Regions from separate parts of the Mus musculus genome. Here all the other regions are linked to region 2. Evidence: chromatin contacts called from public Micro-C and promoter capture Hi-C data. All regions are on one chromosome and are shown on one strand. The core of a region is the stretch at or near the end of the contact, and the rest is flanking DNA. Distances in the headings are between cores, read along the strand shown. Region 1 overlaps Tiparp (TCDD-inducible poly(ADP-ribose) polymerase). Region 2 overlaps Kcnab1 (potassium voltage-gated channel, shaker-related subfamily, beta member 1). Region 3 overlaps Kcnab1 (potassium voltage-gated channel, shaker-related subfamily, beta member 1).

Region 1 (2,872 bases), core at 224-2,723, 190 kb after region 2:
AAGTTCAAGGCCAGCACAGGCAGTTTAGGCTTGTCTCGAATAAAAAGGGTCAGGGATGTAACTGAGTAGTATGATGGATGCTTGCTTGCCTAGTACGTATTTATGCGAACATTCATTTTATTGTCTACTTTGAGATAAGGAAGAAAGCTTACTTTTAACAAAGGGGATATTACCCATTTTCATAAAAGTTTAACCTCATATAAACTATGGTGTAAAGAACATAGTCCTCTGAAGTTTAATGACTATAGTACTTTAACAAAATATGTTGGTATATTATACACCATGTCTTTGGTTCTCATTTCCTTGTAACATCTTGAAGGATATAAGCTGACAGATAACCCCAGCATAACTGAATTCTGGAAACATCAAAGCCATGTATCAAAAGCTATATTTTGTGTTCCCCGTGAAATTTCTTCAGCAACAATAGCAAACATTCCCATCTGTCAAGTTTATCTTAAGCTAGGAGATTCTCACATACTCTCCAGGCAACATTTAATCTTTTCCTTCTATCCTTATTACCCTCAGCTTAAGAATTCTGTTTTTCATGATAATAATAGAAGAGGGCTACTTATCGTGAATGTTTAGTTCAGCTTATTAGGGTGAGTGCTAATGTTTAAGGTCATAGATTTACCCTTATAGAAACTGCTTAACTCTTCTTTTGTTGTTTGTTTGTTTGTTTGTTTGTTTTTTGGTTTGATTTATAATGTTTTTGAGACAGGTTTCTTTGTGTAACAGCCCTGGCTGTTGTGGAACTTACTTTGTAGACCAGGGTGGCCTAAAACTCTTGAGATTTGCCTGCCTCTGCCTCCCAAGTACTGGGATTAAAGGACTGGTTAACGGCTTAATAGGCAGAAAGCCAAGGTTCCGAAGTCTAGTGGATCTCATTAAATTGAGCAGTGTTCAGAAAAGTTTATACTTAATTTACTTTCTTAAAGTCTCACTTTTAATTTTTATTGGCATCATTTTCCAAGAACACAGATTAGAAATAAAGGACACATTCTGGACTCTTTGAGAAAGTCTTCTGTGTAATGCAGACTGACCTCAAACTTGATCCTTCTCCTGCCTCAGTCTTCTAAGTGCTATTATGTGCTTCTACCACACCTGGTCATCACGAACTCTGTACTTTCTTACCCACATGTAATTAATTGTTCGTGATGAAGTTTGATCGTAACCCTAACCTCTCAAGCAGCCCCCTTTTATTGCTTCCATAGTCTGTCAACATTTGTCTCGTAATTGTTAAACATAGATAATAAATATGCTAATATATTGCAAAATAGTGCTAGTCTCTACTCTTCCCTCATCTTTCTTCATCCTCTACCGAAAATAAATCACTTTACTGGAGTAAGCTTTATAAAAGGCAACGCTGGGCCATGCTGATCTGCTCAAAGGATCAAGCCCTAACCTCTTAACCCAGCATACAAAGCTCTTCCTTATCTGGCTCCAGCCAATCTCTCGAGACCAGTCTTATCTCTAATCACCTCCCACATACACTCTGACCTCCCACATGAACTGCATGTGCTTCTTGCATTGTATCCTCATGCTCTGCTTAGTTAACTTTACACATATTAAGTCACCTCGTGGTGGTCTAGTAACTAAGTTCACATGTCACATTCTGAAGCAATCCTTGTTACCTCTCCTGATACCTTTATCAGCAATGGCAGGCCTTATTTGGTATTTTCTTAAAGATCTCACTATGTATCTGGTTGGTTGTCATTATTTTCTTCATTATTACATCTAGTTTATTTTGTGTATCATGGGGTGAAGGGCATATGCTATGGCACAATAATGGAGGTCAGAGGACAACATGTCAGAATCAGTTCTCTCATTTTACCATGTGGATCCTGGGAATGTCAGGCTTGGCACCAAGTGTTTTTTACCCCAGAGCTATTTCAACAGCCTCTCAAATAAAAATTGTCCAAGACAATTAAATTGTATACTGAGTTCCCAGATGTATAATGTATAAACAGAAAACTATCTGAGCAAGAAATGTAGTAATTTTTGTTTTACTCAACACATATTTCTGTATTGGTTTTGATTGTTCTTTTTACCTCTGTTAATCTTTCTAGTTGTGGGGTCTTTTCACTTTTTTTTATTTTTTAGTATTCGAAATATATACATGTATGATATGTGAGGCATACTTGTGCTCTTATGTGGGTACTGGTACATACATTGGTGAGATATTTCTGGAAATGCTGCTTAATTAATTAGTATGTGAAGTTTTTGTGAGATAAAATAACCATTGTTAAAAACTATGAGAATGGGGTCCTTTCCCAGAATTCCAAGTTAGTTTTCTATCTGGATTTTTGAACAAGTATGTGTGATGGTATGTTCATTAGTAAAACATGTAACGGGGTTTCTAATTTTAGTCTTTTAGTAAGTCCATAGCTGTTGACAAGATGTGTTTTGTCCCTCTGATGAATGATGAGGTTATAACTAAATCCTACAGTATAGTGGCCATCTCCTTTGTATTCTGGTCACCTCTCAACTTTTATGCTGAGTAGGGTTCTCATCTGTCTCCGCTTTTATCATGATACCACCCCACCCTGCCTCCTTAATCTTTAGCATTGTTTCTCTTATTCAGTTTTCACACATCCTATATTTACTGCATCCCTGTCTGCTTTTACCCTCTTTATCTTCTGTCCTCCAAGGTCCGTCCTGGATTAACTTCTGCTCTCCCGTTGCCTGTACATGGTATGCGGATCCTTTGTGTCTTATGCACTGTCGAGAAGATCTTCTTCAACTATTTGAACTGCTCAAATGTTCTAAGGAATAAAGCTCTTAGCTCATTTTACTTGTTCTCCTGCACAGACTCTTGTTGCTACTTTATAATATTTAAACTGTTGTTAAAATATTTTCTTAAATACTCCTTGGA
Region 2 (2,700 bases), core at 59-2,558:
TACAGATGCATATGTATTAATCTAAGCACCCAGGAAACTGAGCCAGGAGGACTACAAATTTGAAGCTAGCCCGGGCAAGTACTGGACCAAGGCTGAGCTACATAGAGAGACTCTATTCGGAGACAGAAAAGAGGAAATAAAAAGGGAGGAAAGAAGAAAATGGGAAGAAGAGACGGGGCATAAAGTCTCATTAAAGGAAGCTGAGATTCAGAACTAGGTCTTTCTGCAGCTTCTTCAGGCGATCTGACGCATGTCAGTGTATGGGTGTGTACGTGTGTTCACCTTACTCTCCACTTGCATAAGAACTGAGGCAAATAGCTAAAGCGAAGGTTACATAAAGCATTGGGGAGAAGACCGTGGAAGAGGAGCATGGAGAACTTCGCCCTTGAGATGGCCTGCTTGGGAAGCACACAGTGAGTGGTCCTCAAAGTTCAGGGGGCAGAGTTCATGTGGACTCTGCCACATGACTTGCAGTCCCCTCAAAGCAGGACTCAAAGCAGGTCTCAAGGCAGGACTCCAGGCTGTACATTTGTAGTAAGTCCCCGGCTGCTACACAGCTGTTGCCTAGACGCTGCACTTAGGGACCAGAGCTACAAGTAAAGGGCTTCTTACCCCAGGCTGTGTATGAGAATCAACTAGGCCAAGTTTCTAAGATATTCATGCCAGCGCCCCAGCCTGACAGGGAGAGCCAGGATCAGTCCTGGACAGGCAGACTTTACCACATTTCTGAGTGTTCTTTCTCAGAGTATGAACGTAGCACCTTGAATATTCATTCTATTGTCCTTTAACTGCATTCTGTGAGCTGTCAAGATGGCTCAGTAAATAAAGGTTCTTACTGCAAGTTCCATCCATAGGACTCATATGTGGTGGAAAGGGAGAACTGACCTATGACCTTCACCAGCTACTATGGCACAGGCACAAACACACATATATACATACATACATAAGCAAATAATATGATCACTTTTATTTTAAAATCTTACACTTAGATTTCTCTATCAAGGTCAAAATAGATAAATAAAATGAATTTCCATAATTTACAAGTAAAACAATGTGGCGGGATTTTTTTTCTTTCAACAATGCTGCCCTCTAGTGTCCACAAGTTAGTACTATGTAAAAACCATGTAAAAATCCCACCTAAGTCACCAATAAGGTGATTTCCTGTTTGTTAGCTAAATTCAGGTGACTTTCTTTTAAAATAACCTCCTCCACAGACAAGAACTCCAGGTACCTCCCCCCCCTTTCTCCCTGCCCTTTCTTCAGAGCGACATACAACAGAGAGAGGGTGTGGCCAGCAAGTAAAGCCATGTGCCTCTGACTCACCTCTCACACCCACATCCTTTACACTGTGTTGTAGTCCATCGAGAAGATAGCATCAAACAAGTCTACCACTGAGTTCCACAAACCCAGCTGGACCCTGTCCTTGGTGGGGGTCCCCAGCCCCAAGCACCTGCCTCCTCCCTCTGAGCCCAGTGTTCTCTCTCCTCCCTTCCCAGTCTCACAGTGGGTCTCATCTGGGATACCCTCCTGCTAGGTCATCCTCAATGGTACCCAGACAGTCTCTCACCTCTCCATCTATAAAAAGAACTCTCCTGGCATTCCTTGGATTATTATTTTCTGTGCTTCTTTCCTTTGAAAACCTGCTGAAAGAATTTGTGCAAGTTGTCTCCAAACCTGCCTGCCCTCCATTCTTCCCTCACGACACCTTGGCCTTGGTCTTTCAGTGACACTAAAATGGCTCTCGTCATGCTCTGCAGGATGTGTGTGTGTGTGTGTGTGTGTGTGTGTGTGTGTGTGTGTGTGTGGCAGACACTTCTGCAGCCTCTGACGTGATTGTTCCTTGTGTTCCATCCTGTGGGCCTCCTTCTTGAAGTACCCTCTGTTCTTGGCTCTAAATTGTCCCTCCCCTCTGGCTCCTGGTCAGTCAGCTGACTGACCGCACAGGGTCCTCTCTCTGACTGCATGCTGGCAATGAAAACCCTTCTCTTTTTCTCTTCAGACTTCCACTGCTCTCTCTGACTTAGCACAGGGAGTAAGCTGCACTTCTTCACACAGCAGGGTCCCACCGTGGCCATTCATTAACCCAGGGATTCACCCACACCAGCTCCACATACCCTCCAGTTCCTCACATCCAAAATAGGTTTTCTACCCCTGCCCTCCTCGCTGTGGACAGTCAGGGATCTGGGAGGAGACCTTGATTCCTTCCCGCCCACTCTGTACCACACTCAGTCTTAATTACCAAAACCCCCCTCCGGGTCACTCTTGCATCATGGCAGATTGCTCCCAGAGGCTTCCTCTTTCACTGATTCTTCACAACATAGACAGGGATGGCATTCTGAGACACAAACTCCGACGACAGGATGTCTCCCTCACCTAAAAATGGCAACAACCCCATCTACCTCTTAGCCCATACAGTTTGGTTTGTTGTCCTCTGGCAACTTTATCTCAATCCTGTCTTTTCTTGCTGGGCTTCTGCTACCTAACTTCATTTCAATCACTGGAATTCATGGTCCTGCTTTCGGGGCCTCCCCATGCTGTTCCATCATCCTAAGATGCTGTTCTCCCATGCTTTGTACGGTTAGCTTGTTTCAATGCTTCAACATAATACATGACGGGAAGTGACACAATCCTAGCCCTGACTCCATAGAGCTTCCATTTCATTTCCTATCTGGAACTGCTTATATTTTTCTATAACACTCT
Region 3 (2,834 bases), core at 203-2,702, 220 kb before region 2:
AACACTTATGGACCTGAGCCAATACAGCCTCAGTGGAAGCTCTCACTCAGGGGAAAACAGGTGGGGCCGGTTCAAAGCAGTTGAAAGCAGTGAGCAGAAAATAAAACCAATTGAAGTTTATATCCCAATGAGTTAAGGCAAGAGTATGTGAATGAGGCATAGGAAAGGGACAGAGCAGTACTGACCCAACTAGCAAGAGGGCTTGGGTGTAGCTTAAGTATTACTATTGAACACAGGTGATGGATGAGTGAGGCTGGGAGAACAGTGAGCCATGTGAACTAAGCTTGGCTAGTGCAGAGGCACAGGAGTATGGCAAGCTGAGTACAGGCAGCCTGCAGGGATACCCAACCTCTCAAATGAGAAACTCAATGCCATGAGATGTAATGGAAATCATTTCAAACTCTTCAACATTGATGTGATAGAAGGAAGAGTGCACAGAGCAACAGCTGTTCTGGGATAAAGAGAAAGGAGGTGTCTTAGTCAGCATTTCATTGCTATGAAAAGACACCATAACCATGGCAACTCTCATAAAGGAAAAGTGCTTCATTGGGGTTGCTTATGGTTTCAGAGGGTTCATTGATTGTTATCATGGCAGGAAGCATGATAGCACTCAAACAGACATCATGGTGCTGGAGAAGTTGAGAGTTTTACATCCAGATTCCTAAGTAGCAGGAAGAAAGAGCCAATGGGCTCTTGGGCTACTGAAACACTAAAACCCACCCCTAGAGACATACTTCCTCTAAAATGGCCATACCTGCTAATCTCTCTCAAGTAGTGTCCAATGAACCCCAATGACCAAGCATTCTCTTCCAGTCACTAGTAATCAAACCACCACAGGAAGCAAAGGTGTCCCTTAGAATAATATCCTATGCCCTAGGGGTAAGGCAAGAGAACTGTGGGGTTTTTCCCCCCTACATCTTTCTGTAGCTGCATTGAGTGTACTGGCTGGTTTTGTATGTCAACTTGACACAGGCTGCAGTTATCACAGAGAAAGGACCTTCAGTTGGGGAAATGCCTCCATGAGATCCAGCTGTAAGGCATTTTCTCAATTAGTGATCAAGGGGGAGGGCATCTTGTGGGTGGTACCATCTCTGAACTGGTAGTCTTGGGTTCTATAAAAAAGCAAGCTGAGCAAGTCAGGAGAAGCAAGCCAGTAAGTAACATCCCTCCATGGCCTCTGCATCAGCTCCTGCTTCCTGACCTGCTTGCATTCCAGTCCTAACGTCCTTTGGTGATTAACAGCAATGTGGAAGTGTAAGCCAAATAAACCCTTTCCTCCACAACTGCTTCTTGGTCATGATGTTTATGCAGGAATAGAAACCCTGACTAAGACATTGAGTATACTTTATCCCTTTTAAAGGTTCACTAGGTATAGCAGTGAGGTTTGAGGCTCTGTAGCCTGTTGACCGTTTTCTACTTAGAAGGCAAGATCCTGTGTCCTCACACAGACAGCAGTCAGATCTGGGACAACACATTTGTATCAAATTTTATTTATGCTACTTATATTTCTGCTGTTGTCTATTCTATTAAACTACTCTGGTCCACTCCTGGAAAGGAATTAGTAACTATGGTGACAATGTTATTAGAAGGGGTAGAGCTTAGCGCCACACACCAAAGCACTGGTATGTTGATTTCATGTGAAAGCTGATAGTGTGGGTGCCACCCCCTGAGCAAGTAGGTGACAAATACTGAGACCACATCTATATAGCATATTCATACCTCCTCAGTAATAAATGTACATATCCAACTTGAGATTAAAAATAAGGCTTTGTCTTTACCTTCAAGGAGACATGTTCCTAGGGACTTTCAAAGGACAAAAATCAAACACTTTGTTTAAGTGGAGGAAGGGGAATTTAATAGTCTAAAATAAATAAAATCTCTCCAAAGACTATGCACAAAAGTCAATTGTGTACATAGCAAATGTCTCCTGATGAGAGTAATTATGTGATCACTTGAATGGCCAAATTCTACCATGAAGAACAGTTAAGAATGCTTGCTGCTATTGCAAGGAACCCAAAGTTAGTTCTCAGTACCCATATTAGGTGGCTCACGACCACCTGTAACTCCAGTTCTGGGGGAGTTCAACTTCTTCTTCTAACCTATACAGAAATACACATATACATACACAAAAATACAAGCATATACAGAGATTAGTTAAAATCAAAATAATTTTGGAAGAAGAGAGATAGTTACAAGCTCACCACTCAACCCTCTCCCTGAATTATGTAAAAATTGCTCATTTAAAGAACATCTGCCCACTCAGCTCACAGTGCCATTCTTCATGTAGGTCTTCTTTCCCGTTTATCAGAAATGGCTGCAGGCATGACTCAGGCAACACTGGCCCCTGAGCTCCCATTTACAAGGCTTTGAGTATTTCTTTCCTTGCCCCTTGTCTTTTGTACTTCATCCTGGATCATTTTGATCTACTTCTCTGCTTCTTAAAAAAAAACACTAGAGGCCTCACATTCCACAGTACTAGTAACACACAGTAGCTCAAATACATACACAGAAATTAAGTTCAATGAAAAAAAGGTTTGTAAGATATGACCTCCTTCCTCTTTTTACTGGCTGCTCCATGAAGGTATAATGCCCGCCAGGCCCTAACACTGTGAATGCGTGGCTCGTGAAATTTGTAGCTGGAGTTTATTTGGAGATCCTGAACTGAGGAGATTATCCTGGATTATCCAGGCACAACTTAGTGCAACCACAAAAACTCCCTCTTGAGAGTGAAGTAGAGGGAAATTCTGATGACAGACAGATGGAAGGGTGTTCACCGCTGGGTCTGAAGAGAGAGCTGACGGCTGAGTGTGGCAGAATGCAGTGGCGACAAAAAG

The links. A called contact is a pair of places that touch in the nucleus more often than the background predicts. Capture Hi-C pulls out chosen DNA fragments and counts their contacts.
Region 1: a promoter capture Hi-C map of adipose tissue shows a contact between it and region 2. The contact joins two enhancer-like sites. A contact is called at or near these places in 1 of 484 Hi-C or Micro-C datasets (the HL-1 cell line), 1 of 115 datasets of contacts at active chromatin or transcription factors (bone marrow-derived macrophages) and 3 of 9 other capture datasets (adipose tissue, embryonic stem cells and liver).
Region 3: a Micro-C map of the HL-1 cell line shows a contact between it and region 2, with 1.8 times the contacts expected there. The contact joins two enhancer-like sites. A contact is called at or near these places in 1 of 39 promoter capture datasets (stem cell-derived epiblast-like cells), 10 of 484 Hi-C or Micro-C datasets (the AML12 cell line, the HL-1 cell line, the N1E-115 cell line and 4 more) and 2 of 115 datasets of contacts at active chromatin or transcription factors (extraembryonic endoderm stem cells and forebrain).

Annotation. Positions count from the first base shown.
Region 1 is chr3:65,540,253-65,543,124 of GRCm38.p6, forward strand. All of the region lies in intron 2 of Tiparp (TCDD-inducible poly(ADP-ribose) polymerase), which reads left to right. Among named protein-coding and RNA genes, the nearest start is that of 4931440P22Rik, 12 kb to the left of the region's middle. Within about 2 kb of position 1,474, at least 17 of the 459 cell types and tissues checked have an H3K27ac peak or open chromatin away from gene starts, as enhancers often do. A contact at or near this core is called in adipose tissue, where this site is marked.
Region 2 is chr3:65,351,588-65,354,287 of GRCm38.p6, forward strand. The region is part of intron 8 of Kcnab1 (potassium voltage-gated channel, shaker-related subfamily, beta member 1); the gene reads left to right. Among named protein-coding and RNA genes, the nearest start is that of A730090N16Rik, 3.5 kb to the left of the region's middle. Within about 2 kb of position 1,309, at least 78 of the 459 cell types and tissues checked have an H3K27ac peak or open chromatin away from gene starts, as enhancers often do. A contact at or near this core is called in the HL-1 cell line and adipose tissue, where this site is marked.
Region 3 is chr3:65,131,224-65,134,057 of GRCm38.p6, forward strand. All of the region lies in intron 1 of Kcnab1 (potassium voltage-gated channel, shaker-related subfamily, beta member 1), which reads left to right. It overlaps A330015K06Rik (RIKEN cDNA A330015K06 gene), which reads right to left. Exons shown (of 5, transcript NR_126080.1): 5 at 1,836-2,834. Among named protein-coding and RNA genes, the nearest start is that of Kcnab1, 24 kb to the left of the region's middle. Within about 2 kb of position 1,453, at least 5 of the 459 cell types and tissues checked have an H3K27ac peak or open chromatin away from gene starts, as enhancers often do. A contact at or near this core is called in the HL-1 cell line, where this site is marked.